Linked DNA regions of Mus musculus: region 1 is linked to region 2. Evidence: chromatin contacts called from public HiChIP or PLAC-seq data. All regions are on one chromosome and are shown on one strand. Each heading gives the region's core, a stretch centred on a gene start, on an enhancer-like site or on the middle of the called end of the contact. The rest is flanking DNA. Distances are from core to core; before and after follow the strand shown.

Region 1 (6,502 bases), core at 3,345-5,844, 1.0 Mb after region 2:
TGAGGATGCCTCTGTTGGTCATGTGTTTGCTGTGCAGGATTAAGGACCTGGAGTCACATCTCCAGCAGCCAGAAAAAGCCCAGTGGTACCCACCTCCAATCCTGGCACTGGGGAGGCAGGGACAGATGATCTCTGGAGCTCCCTGGCAAGTTCACTGGCCACTGAGAGAGAGGCCTTGTCTCAAACATAAACTGAAGTGCATCCTGGGTGGGCAGAGCCACAGCAGCCTGTGTGTCTTCAGCTTCTAGCTGTCCCTGCTTTCTAAGCTGGCGCTGCCCCAGCCACTCAACACTGCTTTGTGTCTCCACAGAAAGAGGCTCACACATCCCATGTCTAGTAACCCCACTGTACAGCTTCTACTGCCAGTATGACGTGCCTCTTTGACATCAGAGGGAACAAGGACCGAGTTCCGTATGCCTTGAGCCTGGCCCAGGCAGCTCCTAGTCACCTAGCATTTTCTGAAGACCTGGCCGCAGACAATCTGGACCAAGTTAAGACTATTATGACCACAGACTATGGATTTGGGTTAGAAATTGATGACACGGATGCAGAGAAGTGAATGTGCCCGTAAGGAATCATGTGTGACGCTTGAGATGAGAAAGACATGCAGGAAGGAACTGTGGAGACCTCTTCCTCACTCAGAGAACACATGTGTGTGCGTGTCTGAGAGTGAGAAGACAGCGGAGTGCTGGTAACAGAAGCTCTAAACTGCCTAGACGGTCTGCCCTTTGAAAATAAGTCTAATCGCTGGAGAGGTGGCTCAGGCTAAGAGCACTGACTGCTTGCTCTTCCAGAAGACAAGGGTTCAATTTCCAGCACCCACATGGCAACTCATAACTGTCTGTAACTCCAGCTCCAGAGGGTCAGACACCTTCAGGTAGACATACTTGCAGGCAAAACACCAATGCACATAAAATAAAAAATAAATAGATCATTTTCAAAAACAAGAAATTTCTATAAAACAAACTCAAAAGACAAACATGAAAAGCAGTCGATAAAGTCATTCAATGTAAACCTCTGCCCTACACACACATACACATAAACACACACACATACTATCACACACATACATACACAAACACATACACACAGACACACACAAACACATACACACATACACACACATTCACATACACACACGTATATACACACATACATACATACACACATACATACACACATTCATCCACACACAAATACACATATATACATGCATATACACACATATACATACGCACATACTCACACACAAACATACACATTCATTCACACACAAATACACACACATTTACTCACACACAAATACACGCACATACATGCATATACACACATACACACACCATCAACACACATATGCACACACACACACACACATATACAAACAAACACACACATACACACATCAGAAAAGAAGTTGGTGAGAGGTCAAAGTTCTAAAATAGGACATTGTACAACTAAAAATGTATCCGAATAGAGGATCCACCTAGAAAAATTAAAAATATGAAAAGAGGAAGAAACAGGGACTCACATCCTTGAGGGACAGATACAAATCAAAGGTGCCCCTGGGATAGCGCATAGACACCTGGTGCCTGACTGGTGATATCAACAACACGGGCGCACGCTGGTGTCCTACCTCTTCAGGGTCTCCAGTGGCTCCTTCCTGTCTATGATGCCGGTGTCTGGGTCCACTGTAGTCAGAACGCACCTGTCAAAGGCCAGGGTTAGATGGCGGTTACAAACGGAAGTGCATTCCACACCCAAAGGCCACGTCTAAGCCCAGCCTTTACCTGGGACAGCTCAACACCCTTTTCATCTCCACGTCACCAATCAGGAGTTCATCCCAAGTATCCTAGGAGAACAGGGAGAGGTGGCTTTAGAGCCTTGGTCAGGTACTACACATGACAGCAGCAGCAGGACTCTGAGAAGTCTGGAAAGTGCGAGAGAGAGAGAGAGAGAGAGAGAGAGAGAGAGAGAGAGAGAGGGAGAGAGAGAGAGAGAGGGAGGCACAGTCAAGCTCGGGACACATGGCTCACCTTAACTATTTTGCAGAACTGAGTATGGAACCCAATGCCTGTGCACAGGGGGCTAGGCAGCCAATCAGAGCACTGCCTCTCAGCGCCAGGCAGCCAATCAGAGCACTGCCTCTCAGCGCCAGGCATCTTCCTCTTGATTCACAACCTCAATCACTGATTCTGCCAGGTCAGCAAGAACAAGCCTTCCAAAATGCGCGCTTCCCAGCAGACTCCCCAGACGGCTTTCCACCACACAAAGAGAAACCCAGCCGACTCCCCGGACGGCTTTCCACCACACAAAGAGAAACCTGCAGCTCTCGAGACAAGTCTGCTCTCGCCCAAGGTTTAACTCAACCTGTGGGTCACGACCCATTTGGCAACCCTCTATCTCCAAAAATATTTGCATTACAATTCCCAACAGTAGCAAACATATTTACTGGAACAAAAGTAGCAACATGAAGTAGCAACAAAAATAATTTTCTGATTGGGAGTCACCAGGACACTCAGAGCTGCAGTTACAAATGTTTGTGAGATGGATGCCTGCCTTGTTACCCAGGTGCCAGGATCCAAATGTGTAATCCTTATGATTACACAACACTTTTAACCACATATTCTTCTCCCCAGACACCAAGTCACCTTTTGTCCGAGTTGGTAGAATCTATAAATTATATGTATACATATAAGGGCATATATACAGATCATGGGGTTATATCCTACAGGTGCCTAAGTATCTTCAATCAGGGGTTGAATGCCAACACACTGAATGGGACAAGGAGCAGCAGGCTGTGAGAGTGTGACAAGACAGAGAATACGTGACCAAGCAGAGGGAGGGAGGGAGGGAGGGAGGGAGGGAGGGAGGAAGGGAGGGAGGGAGGGAGGGAGAGAGAGAGAGAGAGAGAGAGAGAGAGAGAGAGAGATCAGCTTCGGTGAGTTTGCAGATCCCTCAGCCCCAGATCCTGTCTCTAACCTGGAAACAGATTCATGTATCAGCATGATCTCCTGCATCCACTTTGTCACGTGTCTGCACGTGACATCATCCAGATGTCAGAGGATCCTGTCTTGGTGTCTTTACAGCACCTTAAGGTCTGTAGCTATACATTTAATATCACACAGTCACATGCTTACATAGAGCTACATAAAGATTATGGTCCCTCTTATTAATTAAAAAGTGATTTAGGAGCTTGGCAGGATGCCCCACGACTGTAATTCCAGACCTTGGGGGATATGGGCACAGATCTGGGAATTCCATGACTCGGGTTATCCCCACAGCCTAGGCTACAGCCTAGGTCCATCTCTTGAAGGTTTGTGACTGATCTACTGAGACCCACTGATAATCCGTACACTCCTTTGTCTGGGCCTCTAGGAGAAATGGGGCATTTGAAGATGCCTACAATCAGATGCAAACAATGGTCCTTAGAAACTGACGTCAACCAGGTGAGGCTTCTAAATAGATGCCCAGAGACATATACGAGGAAGAACTGACCCCTGGTTAGCTGGTGGCTTTGACTCCCTCAGGGCCTGAGAGGGACTTAAGTTTCTAAGGAGGGCAGAGCAAAGGCAGGAAGGAGCACCACCTAGTCTCCCTTCTGCAACTGGCTATGACATCATGATCCACTCTGCATTCAAAGGCAAACTAGCTCCTCCCTTGGGTCTATAGGCATTATTGAGCAAAGCACAATTAGTATCCCAGTACAAACTGGGTCTTCAAAACCAGACACCTCCCACCCAATGTGACCACAGCAACAGTACAGAGGTCTCCACAGATGCCCTGGGTCCCCAGTTACCCTCCAAGAAACTGCTTCTGGTGGAAATAAACACGATGTTCCAAGCAATCCGTTGGCCCAGGAACTACGTAAGCTTTGTAAAAGCCAAGGTCACACCATGTGACAAACGGTGTTCAAACAGTGGAACACCAAAGACAGCACGTGGCAAACCTCCCGCTGGAGGGTGACCAGTACAGCGCCTGTCTGAAAGGCAAAGGGCCCAGGACTGTAAGCGGGCAGGGGTTCTACGCTCCTTTCACCACACGAGGGCGCTGCAGCCACAAGCATGTGAGCCAAAGACAGCTTGGCACCAAGGCTCGCCAACTCCCAATTCCCTTACTCCAAGTGACAATGAGTTCAACATTCCAAGCTATTTGTCTGTGGAATTCTGCACTATGGCTTTCACAGAAAGCCAGCGACCTTGACATGTTCAGTTAGGGTTTTAGCTCAACTAGGTCAAATGTTCCATAGGTCAAGTGCAGGGCTCCTTAGCAGTTTATCTGGCTTCCTACAATCTGTCCTTAACGCCTCCAAATTCTAGCTCTGACTGCGTCCTGTTAATGACTTTATTAGGCACCCATCCTCATCTGATCATTGTTCACATTTTGGTTCAAAAACGCTGATTTGAAAAACGACCACGTTTAAGCTTAAACGCAATGGTTAATTTAGTTTCTAAAGGAAAAAAGTGGGTTTTAAATAACTCAAAATTAAATTCACCATGGAGGAGTTTAATATTCACTAGACATATCAACGCAAAGAAACGCACTATCCAGCAGGATTCCAGGGGCTCCACAAACCAGGAAACCGTTAGAAAAGTCTAGTGCGCCCCCTGCTGGTTTAAAAACCAAGCTGCACTCTTACAAAATCGAGCCCCTAGTCAGAGCGAGGAGGAATTTGAGTGGGAAGAGAGAAAAGGGAAGAGAAATGGTCAAGGAAAAAAGGGGGGTGGGAGACGGGAATGATACTCTGTGTTATGGGCTCCACTCTGTGCAATGACACTGAGAATGTTTTTATTGTTACTATTTTTTAACAGTGTGCCGGTGTTCTGCATGTGTTTATGTGCACGCAGTGCGTGAGGAAGCCCAAAGACAGAATTGCATCCTCAAGCTCTGGGGCTGTAGAGATCTGTGAGCCACCATGCAGGTGCTGGGAACCAGATGTGGGTCCTCTGCAAGAGCAGCCAGTGCGCTAACTGCGGAGCCACCTCTCCAGCCAGCCCATCCTGGGGATTTTCTGTCAGGCTGTGCACGCTTTGTAAATAGGAAAACTAAGACTACACCAGGCTTTCCACCTGATGCAAGACCCTGAGAAAAAGATGACGGAAGAGCTGGGGGCAAGGAGGGGGGTGAATCACACACAAACAGCGTGAGACAGTCATCACAATCCATACAAGTATTTGTTTTAAATGTAGGAAAGTTAAACTAGACCTAATATAGAGAGAGCGTCTTTTGTTGGGGGGGGGGGGTGTTTAGTGCACTGTGTATTCAAATGCTGACTTCTGTACCCAGAGATCTGGTGGCAGTCAGAACTTTGCTACTGTCATTAAAGTATCACCTGATTCAGTATTTTGTAAAACATTATACTCCATCACCATCTGATTGGTTAAAATAAAGAACTGAACAGCCAATAGCTGGGCAAGAGAGGAAAGATGGGACTTCCAAGCCCAGAGAGATTATAACCCAGATGGAGAGGGTCTCCGGTGGGGACCAGGGAAGTTGGCCATCGGGACACAGATGAAGAGAAAAGTGCTGGATAAGACCAAGATGGCAGGTAATGGGCCACGTGGGGGAAGTAGGCTAGGCCTGCACTGTCTGGTTAGAATAGCTCAGAATCTGCCTAGCTATAGTGCCCGAAGCTGTTAACAAATATAAAGGTCTCTGTGTCCCTCGTCAGAGCAGAGGGCACAGAAAAACCCTTACTTTTACTCTCTTGTTCACTTCTTACCTCTCTATAAGCAGACACGTTTATATCCACAGCTAGGACTATATATACATCTCACCATATAAAATATATTATACCTATACATGATCATAATACATAGATTCATTGGCCAGAGAGAAAGCATACATCACGTGACAATGGAAGCCAGCGTGGGGTCTTACCTACCAGCGGTTGGTATTTAAGAACACCACAGAGACCAGGGGAACATCAGAGAGAGAAGCAATACCAGCTGGGCTGAGCTTGTACCTGTGCTGGGGACGGACCATGAGGCCCACCTGTGACCCAGTTCAGGTTCTCCAGGGTACAGGCAGGGAGGGTGCTCCACCGTGGAATTACCCACCCAGCCGGGATACGGCACGTCAAAATTACATCCATAAAATAAAAGACATAACTCTTATCTGCAAAAGTGTCTTTAATGGACCATTCTAAAAGCTCCCTGTGTCCCTGGTTTCTGACTCTGTGGAACTGTATAAATAAACACATACAGATTTTAAAGAAGTCCTTGAAGCCAGTGGACAAGCATGGCCATCAGAGACAAAGGTCTAGAAATGAGGATTTGCCCCAGCGCTACCTTCTCCCTGTTAGAATGGGCAGGGCTGCTGCGGTCAAGGTCGCCCCAGCACTGAGTGGTGGGGCCGGGACTCAGCACAGCTGCCTGGCTTTAGGAAAGCCTCCCACCCGAGTGCTTACCAGGGCTGACCCTGCTACTGGCACTGAGGCTGGACCTCAGTAGATAGAATCCAGGATGCGTCCAGCCGGGGTTTGCTTACCAGAACCTCACAAAAG
Region 2 (6,215 bases), core at 1,526-4,025:
ATAAAAACATTTGTTGAAAATCTGACTTGGATAAGGAAAATACCCATTTACATTTGAGGAGTTCATAATTTTGTTGTACATATATGCACACAAATACACATACACATATGTATGCACACATATGTATGCAAACATATGCACACACATGCTCACATGTGCATATATATGCACACACATGCACACATGTCCATACATATGCATACACATGCACACACATGCACATGTGCACACAAAACAGTTCTACATGGCATTTTTCAACACATTATGGACTTATAATAGTCTAAGTAGCAAAGTAAGGCCCTTTAGGAACCTGTGTCAGTGACAAACTATTGACACAGCCATTGTGGTTTCTCATTGTTATTGTCAACCACAGCACCAGATGCTTGTGTTACACACCTGAAGTCCCTACAGTGTAGGAAGTGGAGACAGGCGATCAGGAACTTAGGGCTGTTCTTGGCTATGCAGTATGCCTGAGACCAGACAGAGGATACCTGAGACCCTATCTCAAAGCCAAACAAGCAAACAGACTGCTAAAATGAAAGCTGAGACAAGGAACCTGACTTTGCAAATGTCATTTTCATGAGGTAATTTCACGAATTTCATTAGAGTTCCTTGAATCCCTAAATTAGATGGACTCTTAGAACACTGTAACACAGTGAAGAACAGAATGGTCCTGACAAGATCTCACAGCCTTGGGAGTCTGAAGGCCACCTTCTTGTATCCTCAGCTCTCCTCACATTCTTGGTCAGAATCCTTTTGCTTTTGTCTGAGACATTGGCTCGACATACAAAAAGAAATTTCTACTTAATGTTTTGTAACTGGACATCTTGGGTATACTTTAGGCAGACATATTTCCTTTTATCACTTTTCATACTTGGTGAGGAGCTGAAAGGACAGAAAAACAAGACCCTTGGGAAACATGTGAAGAGGTGGCATTTCCTAAGGGGGAATTTAACTGAGGACACTCTGGATCCTCAATTCTTACTAACCCAAATCCATTTAACGAAACTGAGGTTTGGAGTGTTCTAGTTCACAGCAAATTTGAGCTCAACTTATGCAAATCTGAAAATATCCTTCTTATCTAATGAATCTCAGGATGTATTTGTGGCCAAGTTACCACACACAGAAACCAAAGGCTCAAGTAATTCTGGGTGCTGAGCCAAAAGCCCACTACCCAGTGGCTCCTCAACACAGAAAATTGTGATTTAATGTTGGGATTAATTTAACATGGTCCATGACGTTGGGATAATGAGTCTTGCATTGAACAGTGAAACTCACTAGTACAAGCAATAGGACTCAGTTCTGTACAGCCACCGACATGCTTTGTTTTCTTCAAAACCCACTGCTTGGGAGGGAGCTGCTTGCTTCACTAATGTTATTCTTACTGAACACATTTTTGAACTGTTCTGCTGGGCATAGAGTAAACACAATCTTTTGAGTATTCTCCACAATACTAACTCAATTCCACTGCTTGATGGGGGATGTGATTTGGAGGAGTAGCAGGTGATTGTAAGGGCTATATAAGATTGCAGCTAGGTGTCATTTCTTTTTCTTTTGGAATAGCTAGGATCAATTTAGATTCACTCAAATGAAGGAAAGCTAAGGGGACAATTGAACAGCACAACACTGCTTACAAGTCTGGACTCTACTTCATGGGGTTGGATCATCCCAGCAATTGTGCACTAGAGGAAATGTGGAGTGGCAGAGCACCCTCTCCCCAGATACTTCTCTAAAGGGGTTGGCATGCTGATGGGTCATGTCCCTGGTGCAAGAGTCAGTGCATGCTAAGATAGTTAACAAGTAGTGGCGCTCCCTTAATTTCCCTTGGAGCAGGCAGGAAGGTCAAGGATCAAGGTGAGAAACCCTAGTAATCTCATTTGTTTGTTTGTTTGTTTGTTTGTTTGTCTCTCTTGCTATTCCTACCATTGGACCAGTCTTGCTTTGTCCTTGATCCACAACTGTTCTTGAGGAAGTTACTTTGAATTACATCCAGATCTGACAACAGCAGACCAAAGAAACCTTGTTCCATCCAGGTTCATATTAGTGAACAATGAGTTTATTAGAATTACCTACCAGGGTGACTCTGATCTCAGTACTGGTGATGACTCGTGGAAGCTATACCACTGGTATCTTCCATGCAACTTACAGGCAGGGCTACCCCCAAAGCTTCTGATTGTCTTAGCAATTACTTACTGATTTTTGGTAAGGGGCTTTAAGGGTCTTGTGAATTTTGAGTTTCCCAGATCTTGTAAACTTGTGAGTTCCCAGATCCTCTGACCCTTTTCCTCTCTCTAGGAGGGGATGTTTCAACCTATAGAAAATAGGTACATGATATTACTACATGGCATTGACAGAGTCAGCACATCTGGAATAAAGCTTTCAGCTTAAAACAGGAAAGAAGGATGGTGAGGGTCTGTTCTCATCAGGACTTCTGCCTTGACACATGGCCAATCCACCTTACCAGAGTGCTCCTGAATGACTCCAAGGCATAGGCTATGCTTACAGAGTGTTTCTTTGTCAGAAGGCATAGCTTCCTCAGGAAGGCTAAAAAGCTGATGTTTATTCTCCTCCTTACAGCCTTCTGGTCACACCCTCCTTGCTGGTAGTGTTATGTCCTCTACTTAACAGAAGTGGAGATCATCACTTAGAAAGGTAAAGTATCTCACCCCAGATTTTGTTCTGAGGGTTTTCAAGCCAGGGTTAGATTAGGGTCTGCCAACAGTTGTGTACTGAAAATGACTTGCACTTGGGAGTCAACAAATGTCATTGTCTCTTTCCAACCCAGTGCAGAGTGTTGAAATTGTGAAATGAGTCATGATGGGAGTATTCACACCATGGTAATGAACATGAGTCGCAAACCAGAGCTTCTGTACCCACACTGGAGAATTAAACATTAACATAATAACAAAACAGACAAAAACCCAGTTATGTGACTTTAATGTCCACATTCTTTTCATTGTCCCATGTTTCTTTGAAAGGGCTTGAAAGAGTTTGGTTTATACAAATTGGATCATTTGGATTGCATGTATTATTTATAAGACTAGACACTTGTCTTACTGTGGGCTGCATTCTAACACTAACCAGTCAAAAGAGGAAACGCATAGTACAGAACACTCTTTTGTAATCAGGCTCTACTTGACATTCTCTCTCTCTCTCTCTCTCTCTCTCTCTCTGTATATATATATATATATATATATATATATATATATATATATATATATATCCTACAGAAGTAAAGAGGGAGCATGTCTGGATGATTGAATATTCCCAATTCACACTGCGTTAATGTAGGGCTTTGGGCATCAATTTTACATGCATAGAGCAAAAGAACCCATCCATGCACAGTCATGGAGTCTAGAGAGATACCATGAGGTCAATTTTTGAATCAAGTCACTACTTACAAGTCTCAGTGCAAGTTCTTTAACTTTTCTATGCTTCAGTTTCTACATCTGTCATACAATTGTATTATCCTTGAAGTAAAGAATAGGAAGAGATGGTAAATATATTAAAGACATGTAACTTTGCAGTTTTATTAACAACACAGTAAATACTCAGCGAACAGTGGCTTTTAAATGTGGATTTGTAACAACCTAAACCCACCTGTGCCTGAAAACTACATGCTAATATATCCTGGTATTTAATAACATATTTATTTATCTCACTGAACCATATCTGAATTCTAGGACAATGTGACATTTGTGCTGGGTATAGTAAGAAGGGAAAAGAAGGAAATTCTGAAGCTCAGTTCAAATTGCAATAGTCGGCCAGGCTTATGCATAGTCCTTGAGTTTTCACCTTCATTTCTCCCCTCTCTAAAGTAGAACTAAGTAATATCATTTAGCTTATATATTGCCAGACTTAACTGTGACTTCTAGGAACATGCTTGAAATGTATCTTTATAGATAACTCAGTTTTTATCATGGCTAAAAACATCAGCAGATATTTTATTACTGCTGGGATGGAGTTTTAGAAGTCTGAAGTTTTGATCTACACACTCTAGAGATAAACATATTTTTTTTTAAGTCAACTGGGCTGGGAGGAGAGTGTTAAATATTGAAGTTGGGAAGAATCTAAGGAAGCCTTCCTGACCTGAGGAAGAGATGGTTGGAGGCTAGCAGACTCACTCCAAAAGAAACAAAAGAGAATGCTGATAAGGGGTTATATTATAAAACAAGGGAAGAAAAGCAACTTGAACCCATGGAATCTAGACAGGGGCCAAGTGATGTAAGAATACCCAATTATTTGTTACTATTGATTCACATTTTAGGTGATGTGGTAGGAATTGCCTTTACTGTCTGTGCTTTGTGCTTCTTAGAAGACCTGATGCTGAAGGAACGTGGGGGTGATTTGGTATGATCAGGATAACTAAAAGCAAAGTTTGCACAGAGAGCCAAACAGCGTAACAAAGCTCCCCTTCGTGCTGATTTTCATGTGGAAAAAATGCATCTATTTATAATTTAATAAAGATGCCTCCAAGGGCAAACAATGTACAGCCAATTTTTCTGCTTCTTTGAAGAATTTCCCATATGCTAAGAGTCTTTGAAATTAGACAGAGAAGCTTGCATCATGACTAATTTGGTTGCAAGTTTCCGCCTATTCCTGTTAAGCAGGCTACTCTTTTCTGTGACCTCTCTGTGACCCAAGCCAGTGGCAGACTTATTTGGATTTTTACTCGATGCTGTCAATTAGAGAGATGTGGCTGACCTTTGTCCTTTCTCTTAGTGTCATTGAACCCCCCTTTTCGAAAGTCAGTGATATCACTGAAAGGTTGAATTGGAGGGTAGAAGGCCAGAGTTTGGTAACATCTAAAACTGTCTTCTGGGCAGTTCTCTTTTCCAGTGATATGTATCTTATCATGGTCAAGATGCTGTTGATTAGCTCAGTGGTTGACTCCCCTCAGGTTTGGATGAGATACTGAGATACATGACATTCCCATGACAAGAACATGAGCACAGACATTTCATTTCATGGCTCCCCAATTCTAGCCTCAGAGAAGAACCTTACGTGGTTCTTTCTAGGTCCTCCTCCTCCTCTTCCTCTTCCTTTTCCTCCTCCTCTTCCTCTTCTTCTTTTTTAATCTTGAGATCAAGTACTAACTTATTTCGTAGGAAAAATGTAGTCCTTATCTTCATTTCTCTGAGTTAGACCAGGGCATTTTAGACCTTTTGTATGTATAACACTTTTTTTTTTTTGTGCCTGAGAAATTTTTGTGTGACCTTGGGTAGCAAAATATTAAGTCTTTGCTTTCCACAATTAAACAATTATTTTTCTATAATAGCAGAAATTTCTATAGTTAAAGTAAAACCACTGCAATTCATAACAAGTAATAGTCTAGAATTGGAGCCAGTGTGTTTTGGGGAGAATTTGTGGCTTGATGGCCATCCTATGTGTAGGCATGTGATGCTCTCAAGGAAGGCTACAGGGAAATCGCATAGCAAAAGAGTGAGCCCATTAGAAACAACTCAGGCTTATTGATTTTTAATTAAGTTTTGTTTTTTATTCTTTCAGGAGTAACTGTTGTCTTTTTCTCAAGCTCCACATTCATTTAAGCAACCAAGTACAGAGTTGCAATGCTGCAAGGAGGTTTTCAGTCCTCAGCCATAGATGGGACATCTGTGTCACCCTCACCCCCAACCCCTGCAAGGGAAAGAATATAAGATCCAACTAGGGAAGAGAGGCATAAAGTTCTATCTTCTAGATATGACACAGCTATTGTTCATATGAATTCACCACCTATGTGTTTACCTGCACAATGTCTGCATGAGACCAAGCCTATCGAGATTCTAGTGTGAATGGGGGAGGGGCTTATGAGGCCCTACCCTCAGCTGGAGAGCTAGTTGCAGTTGATGGCTACTTGTGGGAGCGGGAGTCACTTTCCTATGGGAGTGTGGCCACTGGTAGGTGGTTCATGCCTCTCATCTGTAGACATATAGACACTACTAACTAGATTCAGTGGGTCATAAAAAAACAAAGCCAAACCAGCATATGAACTTGGGAGGGAGATGTGTTGGAGGGATGTGGGAGAGAAGTTGGCAGGGGGAGGGTGTATGAAATCTTCAAAAAGTAAATTAAAACTCGATTAAATGTATTCTGGAGGGTTAGATTAATTATATTTTTCTTATTCCCCCAATTGAAGCTATTCAACTTGCTTCCTATCCCTAATATTTTTGCTCAAATTCTGTTTCTGAACAATGAAGTATTGTACATTCTAAGAC

The links. HiChIP or PLAC-seq counts read pairs in DNA pulled down with a chosen protein or histone mark.
Region 1: a contact with region 2 is called in a FOXA1 HiChIP or PLAC-seq map of pancreatic cancer cells. The contact joins two enhancer-like sites. A contact is called at or near these places in 3 of 39 promoter capture datasets (hippocampal neurons and liver), 1 of 115 datasets of contacts at active chromatin or transcription factors (pancreatic cancer cells) and 1 of 9 other capture datasets (liver).

What each region holds. Positions count from the first base shown.
Region 1 is chr1:184,820,702-184,827,203 of GRCm38.p6, forward strand. It overlaps Mtarc2 (mitochondrial amidoxime reducing component 2), which reads right to left. Exons shown (of 8, transcript NM_133684.4): 5 at 1,788-1,849; 6 at 1,634-1,705. It overlaps Mir1981 (microRNA 1981), which reads right to left and starts at 1,787; the gene lies at 1,706-1,787. Within about 2 kb of position 4,595, at least 19 of the 459 cell types and tissues checked have an H3K27ac peak or open chromatin away from gene starts, as enhancers often do. A contact at or near this core is called in pancreatic cancer cells, where this site is marked.
Region 2 is chr1:183,786,141-183,792,355 of GRCm38.p6, forward strand. The region is part of intron 2 of Gm34068 (predicted gene, 34068); the gene reads left to right. Among named protein-coding and RNA genes, the nearest start is that of Gm34068, 40 kb to the left of the region's middle. Within about 2 kb of position 2,776, at least 19 of the 459 cell types and tissues checked have an H3K27ac peak or open chromatin away from gene starts, as enhancers often do. A contact at or near this core is called in pancreatic cancer cells, where this site is marked.